Linked DNA regions of Mus musculus: region 2 is linked to region 1. A link is a contact called in public promoter capture Hi-C data. All regions are on one chromosome and are shown on one strand. Each heading gives the region's core, a stretch centred on a gene start, on an enhancer-like site or on the middle of the called end of the contact. The rest is flanking DNA. Distances are from core to core; before and after follow the strand shown. Region 1 overlaps Atp2a2 (ATPase, Ca++ transporting, cardiac muscle, slow twitch 2). Region 2 holds the start of Ift81 (intraflagellar transport 81).

The links. Promoter capture Hi-C pulls out the DNA fragments that hold promoters and counts their contacts.
Region 2: a contact with region 1 is called in a promoter capture Hi-C map of liver. The contact joins the promoter of Ift81 here to the enhancer-like site in region 1. A contact is called at or near these places in 5 of 39 promoter capture datasets (the C10 cell line, the HPC-7 cell line, cranial neural crest and 2 more), 3 of 15 datasets of contacts at CTCF or cohesin (the NIH/3T3 cell line, large pre-B cells and pro-B cells), 42 of 484 Hi-C or Micro-C datasets (the AML12 cell line, B cells, the Ba/F3 cell line and 27 more), 22 of 115 datasets of contacts at active chromatin or transcription factors (the HPC-7 cell line, a beta-TC-6 cell line, bone marrow-derived dendritic cells and 10 more) and 5 of 9 other capture datasets (adipose tissue, embryonic stem cells, liver and 2 more).

What each region holds. Positions count from the first base shown.
Region 1 is chr5:122,457,093-122,460,768 of GRCm38.p6, forward strand. Atp2a2 (ATPase, Ca++ transporting, cardiac muscle, slow twitch 2) reads right to left here. Exons shown (of 20, transcript NM_001110140.3): 14 at 3,549-3,676; 15 at 2,884-3,104; 16 at 2,356-2,558; 17 at 1,356-1,441; 18 at 996-1,129; 19 at 420-537; 20 at 1-334. The coding sequence ends at 59. Among named protein-coding and RNA genes, the nearest start is that of Anapc7, 36 kb to the left of the region's middle. Within about 2 kb of position 1,984, at least 14 of the 459 cell types and tissues checked have an H3K27ac peak or open chromatin away from gene starts, as enhancers often do. A contact at or near this core is called in cortical glia, hepatocytes and liver, where this site is marked.
Region 2 is chr5:122,612,779-122,616,454 of GRCm38.p6, forward strand. It overlaps Ift81 (intraflagellar transport 81), which reads right to left and starts at 1,766. Exons shown (of 19, transcript NM_009879.4): 1 at 1,660-1,766.

The DNA of each region.
Region 1 (3,676 bases), core at 734-3,233:
TTAAACAATAAAAAATTAATTGATTAAGTTAAACATCTTCTGTATGTAGCGCTGTCAGTCAAGACCAGAACATATCGCTAAAGTTAGTGTCTGTGCTGTAGACCCAGACCACCAGGGGCATAATGAGCAGCACAAACGGCCAGGAAATGCCATCGGTGCATGCCGACAGGGAGCAGGAAGATTTGGTGGCAGGCTGCACACACTCTTTACCGGGTTGTTCCAGGTAGTTTCGGGCCACAAACTTGAGCGTCTCATCCATGAGGATCACAGGCAAGGAGATTTTCAGCACCATCAGCCACTGGGTCAGATTCAGCGGTGTGATCTGGAAAATGAGCTGAGACAAACAAGGCTGGGTCAAGCTTCTGGCCCTGCCTGAAAGGAACTACCCCAGACCCCGCCCGGGGTCCATCATGACTCACCGGCAAAGGTTCCACGTAGAGGATCAAGAAGTGAAGTGACATGGACAAGCAGATGGAGCCCACGAGCCAGATATTCTCCCAGGGGGGCATCCTCAGCAAAGACTGGTTTTCAGACAAGCTACAGGTGAGAAGAGAAGTGACCTCACCAGAGGCAAAGGCATGCGTCAGTGACACACAAGCAGGCAAGGGTTTAGTGATGCTACTGCCTGCTGACCTAACTAACTCTAAAGGCCTGCTTTCCCCAGTGCGGGGAGCTGGAGGCTTTGGTGCAGCAGGCCCATCTCAGCAGGCTCAAAGCTGCTGGTGATGACCCAAGGTAGAGCCATTTGGAAACTTGTGTCCATCAGTGGCTTGGTTAGATGGAACTTCTTGTGCTCCACTCTCTAGGGTACAGGCATAGTCTGGATTGCTGGTCCCATTCATACACCCTGCCGCATCAGGAACCCATGATGGGGACAACCCCCACTGTTTCCTGGGGAACAATAGCTTAAAACTATGTCATTTTTTGTGAGGGAAGAGCTATCAGCCATGATTTTCTCATAAACCCTAGGACCATAGCCTACAAGATCCACTAACCTGTTGAGGGCATTACACATCTCTATGGTTACTAGAACAGAAAGTGCCATTGTCATTGGATATGGGGACTCAAAGATTGCACAATCCACTCCATCGAAGTCTGGGTTGTCCTCCTTACACTGTAGGAAATGACTCTGCAACAAAGTCCAAACATTCCATCAGCCGGGAGTACTTCCCAAATGTAGATGCCAATTCCACACTGAGTTCAAGGCCCAACACCAATACGGAATACAGCTCGGCAGAAGCCCTGGGTCTTAGAGCTACCTGAGGCAACTATCTGACCCCAAACCACAGAAAAAGACCAAAGGTTACAAGAATTCACTCTACTACACAGGGCTTTAAAAAAAAGTGGCTAAATACCAGCTGGTAGAAGGAGACTCTTGGACCGCCGTCAGCAGCGATGAACCACCATGCAGCAGCACCCACGGTGGCAGCGCCAACATAACCTAGAAACAAAGCTGCAGGTTACCACACTGGCCAGAGCAGCTGACTACAGACAGGGCGTTTCTGGTCTAAAAAGGAAATAGGCAATGTCTCTAGAGTTTGTGAGGAAATGTTCCTGCTGACCCCAGCCCACGCCCTGCACTAGGTGCCACAGAGCTAAAGAGCAAGTATAGGCTTCAGACAACAGGTGGAGGTCAGGCCCATCCATCCCAGCAGACAGAACACACAAGGAACTGAGGAAACCAAGTCACACCAGTCTATAGGCAAACGGAGGTGACCTTGTTGGACACTAGGTAACTGCACTGTTCCAGGTATGGCCAAGCAGAACCCTTTCAAAGAACTGCCATTACAATGCTGGCCCCCACCCCTCAGCACCAGAGTTAGGTCTAAGGCAGAGGCCATTCCTCATCAATTTCAGGAAATTTGCAAAGCTGAGACTGGTTTATCCACGGTCAATCACCTAACCAACAGCAGAGCACACAGCTAACCTGGAATTACAGTGGTGCACGAGGGCACTAGTTTAAAAGACAGGGAATGGAAATTTTTATTTGCCCAAAGGGCAGCTGGTCCACGAGATACTGTGAAGGCCAGAGGAACTGGCAGCCACTCTAGATTGTATGCTCTTTAAACTGAACTATGACAAAGAACGGCATTAGCCTCTGCTAGTGGACTCTTCTTGTCCCCTAGTTGGTAATAACCCATTCAAGTCTCAGCCTGGCGCTCGCAACAGGGAAGGGCTCTGGCATGCCTTGGTATTTGCATCACTCTGAGCAAGGGGAAAATATAAAAAGCCTGATGTCTAACTGTTGCTTCTCTATAACCCAAGGAAGGACAGGATGCTTGTTCAACAGAGGCTTTCAGTGGGTGACCTGCACTGCACACAGCATCCTTCCACACAAACAACAACTGTACTTACAGCCAATAGCCAGGTAACGGAAAAAGAGCCACCCGCTGATCAGTGGTTCTTTTGGGTTCCGGGGGGGTTTGTTCATGATGTCCAGGTCTGGAGGATTGAACCCCAGCGCAGTGGCAGGCAGACCATCTGTCACCAGATTGACCCAGAGTAACTGGACAGGAATTAAAGCCTCAGGAAACCCAAGGGCTGCCGTCAGGAAGATACTGTTTCCATCCAAGGGAAGAAGAGAAAAAACTCAGTGAGTTTTGGAACTATGGAAATAGCTTATCTCCCCAAGCCAGGAGCATCAGACAACATCTAATCTAAGTTCATATGAAACTTTATTAGAGGACCAAGACTTTTATGATTTTAAACTACCATTTTAAGAATATTTTCTGCACCACTGGTCAGCTGCAGACAAGTCCCATGAGATTTCTCTCCTCTCAAGCCAACAACCAAATTTGTCCTAACAGAAGCAGCAATCTGAGAAAGCTCAACACCCTGGCCCCAGCCTTGAAAGATACTGTTTAGTTCCAGTCAGACACCCACCAGACCACTTCCCCCACGTTGGATGAGATGAGGTAGCGGATGAACTGCTTCATGTTGTTGTAGATGGCTCGCCCCTCCTCAACAGCAGCCACAATGGTGGAGAAGTTGTCATCTGCCAGGACCATCTCAGAAGCAGTCTTAGCCACTGCAGTCCCTGAGCCCATGGCAATCCCGATTTCAGATTTCTTCAGAGCAGGAGCATCATTCACACCATCACCAGTCTGAAAGGGAAGGTGCAGTTGATTCAGATACCACCCATGTGGCACAGCTCTAGGCAGAGGCACTGATGCAGGAGGAAACGGGACAGAGCAGTAGCTGTGTCAAATACTTTACCAAGAAAATACAAAAACAGCCATGCAAGCTTAAAGAGTCATATCACAGAAAGGTAGAACTAAGGAGACTGGACATCTGCTTATATTGCCTTATACCAACACTCAAAACCTGAGAGCCATTTGTGGTGGGGCCACATAATTTAAGGTCATTTACACACCTCAGACACATAATCACACTAAGTATTGCTTACAGGTTAAGAACATGCCTTTTTCATTTGGTTTTGTTTTTAGGCACAAGATCTCACTAGGTAGCACAGGCTTGCCTCAGTCTAAGTGCCAGGATTATAGGCACACGTACACTGTTGTGTCGTGTAAGTCTAGCTAAAATCTTACCATAGCTGTGATCTCATCAAAGGACTGAAGGAACTCAACAATCTTAGACTTGTGGGAAGGTTCAACTCGAGCAAAACAGCGGGCATTTAAGCAGGCATCTCTCTGGGCTGAAGGGCTTAATTCATCAA
Region 2 (3,676 bases), core at 516-3,015, 160 kb after region 1:
GCCTTGAGACCTTGTCAAAATCACAGCAACAAAACTGAACTGCTATTCCTGAGCACTGCCCCACACTGTAAGCCCAGAAGTGAGGCGGCTGAGAAAGAAGGAGGCAAAGTTTAAGGCCAACCTGGGCTGCACTATAAGACCCTCTTAAACTAGAAAAGGTGAGGTGGACAAGACGACAAAGTCATCTCAATGCTTTCTTAGTTAAAACTATGAGACAGATACTGTTTCACTCAAGACATAAAGTAAGCCCTGAGCATCTTACTCCACCCCCCCCAACACACATGCTCGCGCGCTCTCTCTCTCTCTCTCTCTCTCTCTTTCTCTCCTTTTAAAACAGGTTTTGCTGTGTAGCCTTAGCTGGCCTGGAACTCACGGTGTAGACCAAGCTTCTCTCTCCTGAGTGCTGGAATTAAAATCAAGAGCCACCAAGTCTGGCATGAAATGGGTTCTTTAATTGGGTGGGTGAAGCTTACATTTAGAAGACATTTGGAAGAAAGGAAGGAAGGAAAGGAGGAAGGAAGCTAGAAGGAAGGAAATAAAGTTGTTCTAAAAGATAAGAAAGGATGGCACAACCAGTATGGTTGCTAAATTTAAGGTTTCTTTTTAAGTTTATATATAAAGACTATCTCAGGGATAGTAGTGTGCAATTTTAATCTCAGTGCTAGGAGGCAGAGGCAGGAGGATTTCTGAGTTTGAGGCCAGCCTGGTCTACAGAGTGAGTTCCTGGCCAGCCAGGACTCTACAGAGAAGCATTGTCTCAAAAAACAAGCCAGAAATAAATAAATTACAGAGAATATCTTTACTTTTTAAAAACTTGGGAGGCTCAAGTTTTCAACTGTAAAAATATAATACACATCCTTATATCCACATATATTTAAACTAATTTAGAAGTTGTCCATACGGCTTTTTCTTCTCTGAGAAACACAAAATCAAACCAAATATCTGGATAAGCAAGAAAATGTTGCCAAGAGAAGAAAAGGGGAGGGGCTCACGATTATTACAGGCAACTTAATGGTTGCTAAGGGTGGGGAACCATAATTAAACTCATTGGACCTCCAAAAGAAAAGGGGAGTGAGGTGGGGGCAAAAAAGTCGAAGGGAGAAGGGTTAGGAAATGGATTCCGTGGGAGCAGGAAAGCGAAGAGCGAGAAACGGGGATGGGGTGATGGAATACACTATATGTATGCATGTGTGAATACAGTGGTACCCATTATGCGCAACTAATACACGCCAAGTTTCCAAACTTTTTTAAGAAAAGAAATGAGCTGCGTTGCCCCACCAGCTTTCAGAGGACAGAGATGCTCTTGAACCAGGTAGGGCTGTCGCTGCCCGCCGGGCGCTGCGCGCTAAAATTAGCAAAAGCAATTACTCTCCCTCTTCCAGCGCAACCGGCCGAGCTAATTCACCAGCACTCACCCACTGCAGCACCCAGGGGGAGCCGGGGCAAGAATTAAAACCAGGACGCGCGTGGTATCCGGCCCAGCCGGGGCAGCGCGCGCAGGCCTACGGCCTCCTGCGACGCCCGGAGACCGAGGGGGACCCGCGCGGCCGACCCCCCGCCCCCCGACAGGCCCTGCTGCCGCCACCGGCCGGGAGCGGGCGCAGCTTGACGGGATTCGGGGGTTCGCGGAGTTCCCGACCGCGAGTTGGCGGGGGTTACCTCAAATCCTCCTCACGAAACCACCTCCCCACCCTCGGGAGGCACTGGGGCGCTTGCGGGTTCTTAGAGACCGCTCCTTGGCAACGGTTGCCATGCGGTGACGTCACTTCCTCTGGCTCGGGGAGGAGGGGGGCGCGCGCACACCGGAGGGCGGAGCCTCGGGCTGGAAAGCTTGGCCCTGGTACCTGGGGTTCCGAACCTCTGCAGAAAGCCTAGGGTGACTCTGGCTGTTATTCCCACTTAGACTCCTGCTGATAATAACCTTTGCGAACCGTCTACCGTTCTCACCTTGACAAAGGGCTTAACCTGTGCTGTTTGCGTGTGCTGTTTCATTCATTCATTCATTTATTTACCAAACTTGGGGCGACTTGTTTGAAGCAGGACTGGATAGGGTTTGGGGTCAGAAAGCATTGGGCGTGGTTTCCGAATTTAGGTTTTCGACGAAAGAATCTCCAGGTTAAATCATGCATGGAACAATTATAAACTATGGATTGAGAGACCCAGACATGGAGAGGAGAGACAGACCGGGACAAATGGAGGCCTACTCTGAAAACTAGGTTAGATGCTCAGACATCCTTGGAGAAACAGTAAATGTAATACCAGACTTGCCACAACCTCAAGCTAACAAATGATAAATTAGGCATTCCATACTGCTGACTGCTGGAAATGCAATAGAGAACAAGACCCAATAGGGTTGGTTCTGTCCTCACAGAGATGATGGGGAAAGAGAGGCAATATAGTTAAACAGCCCAGGACGGAGAGAAATGTACCAAGATGTCTCAGTGATGACAGAGTATGTGTGACGTTTACTGGGGGACAGGGATGGCTGAAGGAATCATACTGTCATGTCTCCATTAGACAGAGCGCTGTTTAAAGACCAGTAAAAAGAATCCAAATGACCTGTTGAGGTAGCTCAACTGGTAAAGGCGCTTGGCACACAAACCTAGAGACAGGTTCCACAGAGACAGATTGTGGTGTCCCCACCTGCTACAGACGAAAGGAGGAACTGACTTCACCCTGTGATTCCTTGGTGGGATTCACTGAGGAGTCTAAGAAGACATTCCTAGCAACAGTTTTACAGCATAGAGACCTTGCTTATTCTGTCTGAAACAAACTGTGGGTAGCTTTTCTTTTCCCCCCAGAGACGCCTGGTCAAGTCTGGTATGTAAGCTCCTAATGGTACCTTCTAACTGAACTGTGTTTGAGATTTTGAATAGATTTCTAACAGGCTCTAACAGCGGTTCTGAAAGCTTGTCACTTCTACCTCACCTCCCGCTCCACCCCCTCTTCCTCCACCTCCTCATCCTGTTCTCCTATAGCCTGTGCTAGGAAAGAACTCTACCACTGAGTTACACCTCCGACCTTGCTTTTTATTTTATTACATCATTAATTTATTGTGTGTAGGAGGGCCGGGCCCGTTGTGAGCAAGGCCACCCCTGGGCATGTGGGCCTGGCCGATGTAAGAAAGGTAGCTGAGAATCTCAGGAGAAGCAGGCCAGTAAGAAGTATTCCTTTGTGGTTCCTGCTTCAAGCTCCTGCCTTTTCTTTCCTGATGACGGACTATGATCTGTAAACTAAGTAAATCATTTCCTCCCCAAGTTGTTTTTGGTCATGGTAGTTTATTACGGAAATAGAAAGCAAACTAAAACAGGTGCTTAGATGCTGTGTCATTGGGAAGTTCATATCACTCCTGTATGACTTAATCTAAGAGTTCACTGTCATCTTGACTTGCTCTCTCCCCCCATCTCTGTCTCCTCCCCCTTTGCTCTGAATGGGCTGCTAGTACTGGTGGGCTGCTAGTACTGGGAGGCTTACCCCTGTCCTGGCAGCCTAGTGTTCCAGAAAGTTCTCGGCGAAGACTCTCATTGGCCCAAAAGATGTTAGACTGTTGCCCCCATATGTTCATTTTTATTTTATGTATTTTATGTGTACAGATGTTTTTGTCTGCGTGTGTGTACACCACATGCATGCAGTGCCCATGGAGGCCAGAAGGGAGAGCATCAGACCCTTGGAAATG